Linked DNA regions of Sus scrofa: regions 2 and 3 are each linked to region 1. The links are chromatin contacts, called in public targeted proximity ligation maps. All regions are on one chromosome and are shown on one strand. The core of a region is the stretch at or near the end of the contact, and the rest is flanking DNA. Distances in the headings are between cores, read along the strand shown. Region 1 overlaps CFAP54 (cilia- and flagella-associated protein 54). Region 2 overlaps ELK3 (ETS domain-containing protein Elk-3). Region 3 overlaps ELK3 (ETS domain-containing protein Elk-3).

The links.
Region 2: a targeted proximity ligation map of skeletal muscle shows a contact between it and region 1. A contact is called at or near these places in 5 of 47 Hi-C or Micro-C datasets (embryonic fibroblasts, fibroblasts, liver and 2 more) and 1 of 2 datasets of targeted methods (skeletal muscle).
Region 3: a contact with region 1 is called in a targeted proximity ligation map of skeletal muscle, with 2.9 times the contacts expected there. A contact is called at or near these places in 1 of 5 promoter capture datasets (liver), 9 of 47 Hi-C or Micro-C datasets (alveolar macrophages, brain, embryonic fibroblasts and 4 more) and 2 of 2 datasets of targeted methods (alveolar macrophages and skeletal muscle).

Annotation. Positions count from the first base shown.
Region 1 is chr5:87,088,358-87,091,824 of Sscrofa11.1, forward strand. CFAP54 (cilia- and flagella-associated protein 54) reads right to left here. Exons shown (of 68, transcript XM_021092730.1): 3 at 1,023-1,166. Among named protein-coding and RNA genes, the nearest start is that of CFAP54, 13 kb to the right of the region's middle.
Region 2 is chr5:87,312,737-87,316,203 of Sscrofa11.1, forward strand. The region is part of intron 2 of ELK3 (ETS domain-containing protein Elk-3); the gene reads right to left. Among named protein-coding and RNA genes, the nearest start is that of ELK3, 41 kb to the right of the region's middle.
Region 3 is chr5:87,292,606-87,296,072 of Sscrofa11.1, forward strand. It overlaps ELK3 (ETS domain-containing protein Elk-3), which reads right to left. Exons shown (of 5, transcript XM_021092733.1): 4 at 480-602. Among named protein-coding and RNA genes, the nearest start is that of ELK3, 61 kb to the right of the region's middle.

The DNA of each region.
Region 1 (3,467 bases), core at 649-3,148:
GGGGTCAGGTGGGGTGGGACAGGGACTGGTCTTGCAAGACTGAGCCCTTAACCGGTGGAATCCGGCACTGCCTCCGGGCACACAGTCAGGATTGAGTTGAACCGTAGGACACTCAGTTGGTGTCCCAAGAACTGCTTGTTGGTGTCAGGACTCCATTTAGGCATCAACTTACATTGCTCAGAATTCTTATTCATGCACCTATGTTACAGGCAAGTTGACCTGCTCAGTGTGCCTTCAACGCGCTTGCGATTTTCTGCTTATTAAACCACATACTGTTTTCAAGGCCTAGAATAATCATTAAGTTTGGAATAACACAGCTTTGGAGTCAGACTGATTAGGGTTCAAACATCAATTCTGCCCAGTGCCTTAAGTGGACTAGGTTTCTTACTCTCTAATAAACCTCAGTTTCTTCATCTGTAAAAGAGGCATAATAGTACCAATCTCTTAAGACTGCAAGGAGGCTGCAAGGTAAAAATTCCTGTAATGCATTTAGAAGACTACCTAGCGTATCATAACTGCTCAACAAATGACTCACTGGTAGCAATTAACATCATAATACTGGTATACGAGGAAAAAAAGCATACTTTTTTTTAATATCAAAAAAAAAATCTGTTTCCTCTCCAGAGCCACTGCTTGTTATGCTATGTGATTAGCTTTCTCTTTTCTCTCTTGTGAAATAGAGATAATAATAGTATCTAACTCACAGAATTATTGTGAGGATCCGATATGTTTTCTAAAGCACGTTGTGAACTAAAAGTATTAGACCAATATGTAATTATAATAATAATAACTGTCTACTGGATGAAGAAGGGATTCCAATGACACAATCCCCAAAGCATCTTTACAAATTTAAAAGCGCGCTTTCTCATCCAGCACAGAAAATATTTATTAAGCAACTTAGAACACACAGGTAAACGCCATGCTAAGCAAATGAAAGACATTGAGAAGCTGTCAACTAAAGGATATACTATTGCAGAGCTGATCATCAGTGGTAGCTAGTCTAGCTACTGCTTTCATCTTACTGTTTGTGCAGCGGTTTTGTCTCCAAGGCCTTTTGGAAAAAATACAGCTTTGAATTCGTTCACGTCTGCTTTATGCTCATCAAAGTTGACGGTGAACTGCTGAAGGTACCTCCCATAGCACTGTAAAAGGGCCAACTTATATTCCTGAAATAAGAAGAGGACTGGTAAGTTTCAAAATACCATTTGAAGCTTAACATTGTGAAAATTAGGGCGCAGTCATAATATTCCTAATATTAATAGTGTCCATGTTGCTTATTACTGTTATTTTATTACTACCAGCAGCAGCAGCATTGCCACACACTCTGTAACAGACTGCAATGCACGTGCACTATTTCATCTAATCCTCCTCCCAAGCCTATTGTGAGATGAGACCATCCTGACCTCAGAGAGGGGGAAGAGGCACCAGGGCACCGAGGGGGGGGGTCATACCTGGCTAAACTCAAAATCCAAAAGATTCGACTTCACTAGATCATGGTAACCCACCTACCCAGTGAGGGAGGAAAATGAGCTCTATAACCGGCCTTGCTTCTGATGCTGCCTAAGCTCCAAAAAAGAAAGAAAGTGTGGGGAAGGGTCGGGAGGGAGGGAGGAAGACAGAAAAGGAAAGAGAAAGAAAAAGGGGAAGGGAAGGAAGGAAAGAAAGAAGGAAGAAAAGAACAATGCAGGTGATGAGCTGGCTTCCTCCATCTGTCCAGTCTCTGACATCACAGCAGGACAAATCAAAAAAGTCTGAGCTCTCGTTAGTTATGATTCGTGTTAGTTCTAATTCATGCTTCTGTTCCCATTACAAAGTCAGACGCCGCTTTTCTGAAGCCCGCGGGGCACCGTCGACCTGGAGAGGTTCAGGGCGGTGGATTGTGAGCTGGGCTCTGCATATGACTCAGCTGCCACCCTTCCTGGCTTCCTCCCCTGCAACTGTGTTTCCAGGAAAAGCAACTGCCCTGGATGTGAACTGCCTATTGGGTTACCTCGCCCCTTAGGAGGCATCACAGGCAAACGCTGTTTTGTTTCTATTTCTGTGGACGTGTTACTTGCTCACTAATTAATTCTGAATCTTTTCCATTCTAACTTGATTCATATAATAAATTCAAATCTCCGTGCAAAACAAGAATAGTCCAACAAGATGTTCCTTACTGTGACTAAAATAAAAATAAAGAGATTCTAGAAACCAAAGTAACCACTCAAGTTTGTTTCCAGGATTATAAATACCTTTATCTGCCCACTTTCCCATCAGTGAAAAGTAGGTTTACTTTTTTCTTTGTTCTTTTACGTAAAAGTTTAAATATCCTATCTGAAATATTCTGAATCCTTAGTCACTATCTGTCACCACCTTCTCCATCAATTTCTAACATGCTTCTTCTTTCCACTTCCATCCACCTGGATTCTCCCAAACCCCAAACTGTGCTGTGTACCACCAACTTCTTATGTTAAGGAGAAGCATTAAAATATAGAGGGGAAAAAAAGTTCCCATCAGGACTCAGGAACCAACTAGGAACCATGAGGTTGCAGCCTCGATCCCTGGCCTTGCTCACTGGGTTAAGGATCCGGCGTTGCCCTGAGCTGTGATGTAGGTTGCAGACGCGGCTCGGATCCCGCGTTGCTGTGGCTGTGCTGTAGGCCGGCGGCTACAGCTCCAATTCGACCCCTAGCTTGGGAACCTCCATATGCCGTCGGAGCAGCCCAAGAAATGGCAAAAAAGACAAAAAAAAAAAAATATATATATATATATATTTATATTTATACACACACATATAGAGGAGGCACTCAATTCTCGTCAAAACTGTTACTTCACATGAATCTAGCTTACAAGTTGGACCTCATCTGAATTTTTTTCCTGGAATTTTCCAAACTCTGTATTTTCAAGTTTCTAAGAACCATGGTCCAATTACACGGAACTAAGGTAATTCTCCAATTTTTGCAGCAGAAAATAGATGGTACTGCTTCATTAACAAAGTTCCTCCACCTCTTAGCCTCTATGTGGTAAATTTCCCTCCCAGACCCAAAGTATTCAGGTCCATAAAACAGAAATGCAGGAGAAAAAGGAAGCTGGGAAACTAGATTGGGAAAAGACTTGAAACCATGCCCTACAGACTTAACGGAACCTGTTAACAAAGAGATCTGCATGAGTTTGATTTACAGAACAACAGATAAGAGAAGTCTTGTTAAAAAATAACCTTCGGCTTGTAAACTACCTTCACTACTTAAGCTCACTTGGGTTTTTGGTTTTTTGTTTTTCCTCTCTTTACTTGCATACCTTCCCAGCTTCACGCAGCCTCGCTGTTCTGCAGGAACTCGCAGTCGGCTCTGGCCCAGGGCGAAACAGCTGGGGCTGGTCGAGACCACCCCCCCTAAAACTGGGCCGCGCAGGTGTCCGGGCGGGGCCGCCTGACGTCAGAGGCTGGGAAGCTCCGCCTTCCCATCAGGCTAAGTGCCTCCACTCTCAAC
Region 2 (3,467 bases), core at 530-3,029, 220 kb after region 1:
TTTCTCCTTGCTATGCCCCTGGCATGTGGAAGTTTCTCCCCACACACGCCCCCTGGCCAGGGATTGAACCCAAGCCACTGCAGTGACAACACTGGATCCTTAACTTGCTGCACCACAAGAGAACTCCCCAAGGAGCTCTTTTAGAGGACAATATGTCATTACCATTTTCTCACGTCTTTAAATGAAAATTAGGAGAAAAAGGCAGCATGCCTGGGATGCTTCGCTTATTTTAATGAGAGAATTACATCTATCAAATAGAAGGAAAAATTCATCTTGAAAAATGTATAATAAAGTTTGACAGAGGTAGGATTATACCATTAATCCGCATTTTTTTTTTTTTTTGCTTATCTGCATTTTCACATTTAAAAAGTTATGTTTCATATGTATTGCTGGTCAAATCAAGAGGAAGCAGCAGGCAGGCTCTAGAAAGTTTAGGAGCCCGAGATCCTGCAGCCTGTAACTGGAGGAGCTGAAGTTTGAACCCAAGTCTATCCAGAGCCAAGACTGAAGCTTTCTCTGTTGCACTGCCACACCCTCTCCCAGAAAGCAGCTGCCGTTGGCTCAGCGGCTAATGCTTAAGTCAGCCTGCCAGGACCACGGGCTCTGCATTCCAGAGTAATTGTGGGGTCACTGCGGCAAGGCTGGGAAAGCCAGCTCCACGTTCAGGAAGCACCGGCCTTTCTAGTGCCTCCCGAGGCTGTTCCCTAACTGCAAATAGAACTGCCTCTGCCCAGCTGCAGGGAGTGAAGACGCCTGCCTTGATGGGACACCCTGCACGAGGCACCGGGGACCTGGTGGTCCCGCCAGAGCGGGATGGACATCGGAAGGCCACCTCTAAGTGGGTGACACCCAAGAGTGACAGGAAAGCAGCGAGAAGCTGATGGCCACCTCCACGGCCTGGCTATGGCCCCAGCTGAGCATCAGAAGGGCTCGGAGGTGAAGAGAGACGCCGGCTCCTCCGAGCATCCACAGGCCTGAGCACAGCTGCTCCCATGAGGGGACAGGCCCAGAGCCTTGATGGGCCGGATGCAAAGTGCAACCAGCCCTGGGACAAACTGACCTGGGTTTGAATCCCAGCCTCCGTCGCTACTGACTATGACCTTGAATACGTCCTGAACTTCTGCAGGCCTCAGTGTGCTGCCCTCAATTCAGAAAACACGTTTAATATAAAACACTGCTCGTCTCCAACAGCATCGCCATGTCCACATGACTTCAAGAAAATACATTTTAAACCATCTTAGAAACATGATAAAGGGTGGTGGTATCTTTGCAAAATACACCAAGAAGGTAACGAGAAGCACGAAGATGTAAGACACACTGGCTTTCCCCAAATGAGATGTTTGGCTTATTCCTAAAAGGGGCATAAAACGATCTTAGAGGCCAGTTTTCTCTAAAAGAGCAATGTATGTGCCTCGCTCAGAGCAGACCTCGAAACATGAACTCTCACCAGGAGGAATTTCACCCAGCAGGCGATGATCTAACTAAATAGCATCTTCATTATATCACACTGTCTTCTCATCGGATTCTGCGCTCCTTATATGGGTCCCTCGCTTTATAAATTACAGAAGGCGTATACAGTATCTCGAGCAAGCATCACAAGGCTTTGGAACCCGCTGCACGGATGAGGGGTCCGGGGCTCCGTGCTGGATTCCCAGCCCAGTCAGTGGCCGAGGAGTGTCTCCAGGCGCCCGGCGTCACAGCCAACATCCTGTCTTCAGTTCCGGGCATTGGGTTCCCATCCAGACCACGGACTGACTCACACTTTCCCGACACAGAACCCGACTGTCCTCTCTGCAAAGTTAGAACACGTACTCCCTGGCGGAGTCAGGCTCAGAGTGCCTCCTCTGGAACGAGCACACGTTCTTGCAACAAAGACAGAAGCTGCAGCCACAGGGAAAGCAGAGCACCTGGCTAGGCTCTGAGGAGTAGCAATGGAAGTGGATCAGCCCAACCTCACCCTTGCAGTGTCTGACGGCTGCATGGACGCGCATGGCAGACCCTGCTTCCTCTCGCTCCCTGCCATCTGAAGGCAAGGGGACCCAGCCACTGGCTGTCTGTACTGGCCTCGGCCAGGAACTGGGTGTGGGCAGGCCCACCTGGCACCAGCTGCCCGCCAGAGCAGTGCTGAAAGGGCTCCTGCGACCCACGCACCTGAGCTGCCTGTAACTGGGGCAGTCCTTGGGCTCCGCGGTGAGCTGAATGGTGCTTCCCTCCCGCCCACCCCAAAGTCACCTCCAGACAGAACCCCAGGATGAGACTTTTTAAATTTTTATTTTATTTTTTCCCTTTGAGGGCTGCACCCATGGCATATGGAAGTTCCCAGGCTAAGGGTCGAATCAGAGCAGCAGCTGCCGGCCTACACCACAGCCACAGCAATGTGGGATCCAAGCCGTGTCTGCCACCTACACCACAGCTCACAGCAACGCCAGATCCCCAACCCACTGAGCAAGGCCAGGGATCAAACCCAGAACCTCACAGATACTAGTCGGGTTTGTTTCTGCTGAGCCACAAGGGGAACTCCAGAATGACACCTTATTTGGAAATGGGGTCTCTGCACATGTCACAGGCTAAGGATGTCAGGGTGGAATACACTGGAGTCAGGGTGGGCACTAAATGCAGGGACCTGTGTTCCTACAAGAAAAGGAACCACCCAGAGCCACACACAAGGAAGAAGGCCGTGAGAAGACAGGGCAGAGAGGAGTGATGCCGCTGCAAGCCAGGGAACCAAGGATTTCTGGGAGCCCCCCGAGGCTGGAAAAGGCAAAGAAGGATGTGCCCCTAGAGCCTTCAGCGGGAGCGCAGCCCTGCTGACACCTTGACGTCAGCCTTCTGGCCCCCAGACCCTTGCGAGGAGAAACTTGCACTGTTTGGAGCTACCAAAGCGTGTGCGAATCTGTTACAGCAGCCCTGGGAATGTAATTCCTAGGAAACAGCCTCCTCTCTCTTAAAGGCCCAGCCCTTCCCTTCCCAGGGCGGCGTCTCCGCCCTGAGCTCGGGACAGCCTGGTCCTGGGCGCAGGGCTGGAGCTCGGAGCACGGACCTTCGCACACGCGCGCGCACACCCACCCCCACGCAGGACTTCTAAGAATAACGTGCTGCCAGTAACCAGTTCCAACTCTGTCTTGGAACTGGCTGCCTCCCGGGGGAGGTTTCCTTGCGGTTTGGGTTGAGAGCGCTTTATCCTCTGGCGCTGCTAAGCTGCATGGGAGGAGCCTCTCCAAATTCTCCTGGCCTGGAATGGGAGGCCTCCTGGCCCTGCTGCCCGAGGAGGAGGAGGTCTGCTGCCCTGGGGGTGCCCACCCCAGCCGGGAGGCCCATTCTGCACGTCAAGGGCATGTTCTCACCCGCTCCGGACCCACGGGCTGCCTCTCGTTGGACCCGGAGTTCTATCTCCCCCTGGCTCTCTTTCAACACTCAAGGGTATTTTTTATTAAAGGCCGCTGGAGTGTTACTAAAACAAAATGTAA
Region 3 (3,467 bases), core at 581-3,080, 200 kb after region 1:
ATTATTAGTCTAAAACTTGCCTACTGCTGCATTTGCTCACTGCTTTTTGCTATTTCTAGTGTTTGGTTTCCTTGCCCGAGTTATGGCCGCGGATCAACATGTTGGCTGTGTGTGACTGTATCTCAATTTCCTGTGATGAGAAGAAGGACCAGGAGGAGAAACCTGATGACTCCAGGGATATAGTCAATCATGACATCCTATCTCAACCCTTCTAAGGGAACCAGAGAAGCAAGATAGTAGTCAGAATCTTCTTAGCTCCCCCTTCTCCCAGCAAGAACCCAAATACCAGCAGGCAGAGCCTCTGGCACAGACGTAAATATTAACCTTGTCAAGCAAAATGTACAGCTGAGAAGAGCAGTGGAGACCTGATCTTTTTTAACCAAAGGTAGGGCAGAGCACACCATGATCTTGGCAGCATTTCCTGAGGAAGCATGTCCCTTAGAAGTTCCACATTAAAAAGTTCATTTCCAAATGCTCACCTGGAACAGCGTGTTTGGCCCCTGCAGCCGGGCAGGACTCAGTGGAGCAACTGGACTAAGGCTGCTCCAGAAATGTATGCTGGACAGCAGTGGACTCGGGGTCAGAAGCAATCCATTTGGTGTCTGGGAAAGAAAGCACACACATGGTTTTTGATACAGGCGTCACCTGACTCCAGCTGTGGCCAGGGGCATTAGCCATGAACCAAGAAACAAGCCTCTCCATTTGGGGAAAATCTGACATATTATTTCTACAGGGCTGTATGCAGTTGAATTTCTTTTTTTATAAAGGAAGAAAGTATGGAAAATTAACTTCCTTAAGCACGGTAGAAAACTCAAGTCTGTAGCAACTTTTGTCCAGATACTTTCTTGAATTTGCTCCTCCTCACACATTAAACAAGATTTAGTGGAGTAGCAAATGGGATCCCACGAAAGGGCTTCCTTTTTTTTTTTTTGCCTGTGTTTTCTTAGTTTTCTACAGTGGACTGCCATTATTTGGGCTATACACAGAGACACACATTTTTTAAAGGGCCTCTCAAGCTTCATTTTCTCTATCAATAACAGCCCTTTAATACATTAGGAACTGCAGCTAAAATACCCTGTAGCAGTTTCATCAAAAGCTCTGAACTGGGTTTTCCAGATTCCACTCCAGATATGCGCCTGATGAGAATTCATCTCCCTGGCAATGGTTTGGAGAGGGGAAAAAAAATCCTTTGTCAGACTGGGTGTAAAGCCGAAACTCTGGGTCTCCCAGGAGAGAGCCAAGGATTGTATTTGCTGGCACACACACAGCAGGAGTCCTGGCCTGCACCCCAGCTAGCCAGCTAGTGTGTAGAAGAAACAACCCACCCCAGCTGCGAAGTCTGCTTTTATTCTCGGCAGAGGCAAACGCCCTCATCCAGGGTGATTTTGCACCTTTGGTGACTAGAGGGCGCCCCTCAGTGGTTTTGTGGTGGTAGTGAGGTGCTCCATGTAAGAAGCAGCACAGCAAGGACTCCAGCTTTTCAGATTGCATCATGCTAGATGCTGAAGTTAGCATCTTTTCCTAGAATTGGCCTTCGCAGCTTCATTAATTACCCAGGACATTCGGCTTAAACTAAGTGGAAAGGTCTCTATTCAGCAGAAAGGAGATAAACTCCCAAAGATTCTTAAACTGAAGCTGCTGAAAAGTAAACTAATTTATGCCAAATTACGTGAATCTTTGGTTCCACGGCACTTCCTGCATACTTAATGACCTATGAGGTTACAAGGATACATACGTATTTTGGATGAATTTCCCATTTGTTCTCATCCAAGGCAGTGTCACAAGCACGCCAGGCCATCTGGCTTACCGGTTAAGGCTTCAGTGGTTTTACGTGGGCTCTGCCAGGGTGCCAGTCTCAGAACCGCTACTTACTAGCGAGGTACAACTGATATGCCTCAGATTCCTCATCTGCAAAATGGGGGGAAATGCCCCCATTCTTTACATGACGGGTTTGTCAGGAAGGGTCAACGACGTGTGCAAAGCTCTGAACGTGCGTCTAGCACACGGCAACTGCCTCGCAAGTGTTCAAGACCGTCCTCGTTAGCAATGAATTGAAAGTGTACCTGACTGAGTGTATTGCACCTGCGTGTGGAAAAGCCCCTCATGTCCCAAAACAGACACGCCTGCCTAGTCAGCCAGTATTTTAAGGTTCCTCTCAGTCACGTCAGGTTCAAGGACACAGCTCAGGCGATCTGAGAGGATGAACTCTGAGGCCAGGTTCCAACCTCGGTATGTCTGCCGCGTTAACACGTACGAACCAGCGCATCACGACCTGGTTTATCTGCCCAGGAAGGTCTTGTGGCTCCAGTGCGCCCGTGAATCCTTTAAACTCCAAAACATCACTTTTTCTCATCCACAGCCACAAACAGGCAGCCTTTCTGCTTTAATCCTCTGAGCAACATATGAGGTGTGGAATATCGTTTCAGAGTCTAAAATACACACCCATGTCTGGATTTGAGATGCTTGCACATTTATTTCTAAGGGATACAGTGGCCTTCTGTTTCTCATGTTTAGTATGTTTGAAACGTCTTCTATAATATACGCAAATAAATGCTGTGAAATGATTTCCTTCATTCCTTTCCCCCATCCCTGTTCTGCCTGAAGATCCCGTGGCTGTCGAGAAAAAACTGGTTGGCTGCTCTTTTAAGGGAAGTTCCTATAAAGGTTGGCCTGGGTTATCTCTGGTTTCTTGTGAGCTTTCAGAGCCTCAGACGAGCCACTTGAGTCACGGAAGGAAGGCTAAGCCCAAGGCCAGAGGTTAAAGAGGCCACCAGCAAACCAAATGCTCCCTCTTCTTTCACTCAAGAATGTCTTCGCAAATGGGCTCCTCTGAGGGGCAGATAAGGACTTCCTGATCCTGCCACCTGCCAGGGAAGGAGACGCCCTAGGGCCCAAGGACAATTCATTTTCAAGGGAAAAGACCCCATCAGGACCTCAATTTTGTCCGCCCCACGTTCTTCTGTCACTCAATTACTGAGGCTTCTAGAGAGCCCAACATTTGCACTAAACCTGGTGAGCGAACATACAGACATGCCCTTGCTGGATGCCCTCTGACCATCAAAATTCCACCTCCTCAAAGGAGACTTTGCTGCTTTCCCCTCAGCCCAATGGTACAAACTCGCCACCTTTCCAAATCCAGTGTTTCTTAGGACTCATCTATTTCTATCAACAGTACCACCATTTATCTATCCACCCAACAGATACTGAGTACATAACACGTGTTAGGTGCCAGAGACACAATGATAAAACAAGACACTACCCCTGCCCTCACAGCCGGAGTACAACCCAGCGTCCCAGTCACTGAGATGCAAATGCCTTCTCCCCTTGCCCCCTTCCCACAATCTCTGGGTGTGGCCCGGGGATCCTTCCTTGAAATGACTCTATCCCCTCATTTCCAGTCTTGCAGGTGGCATGTGACAGCTGCCACCTACCACAGTCCAGCTGCCTCTGACCTCTCCCTTGCAACC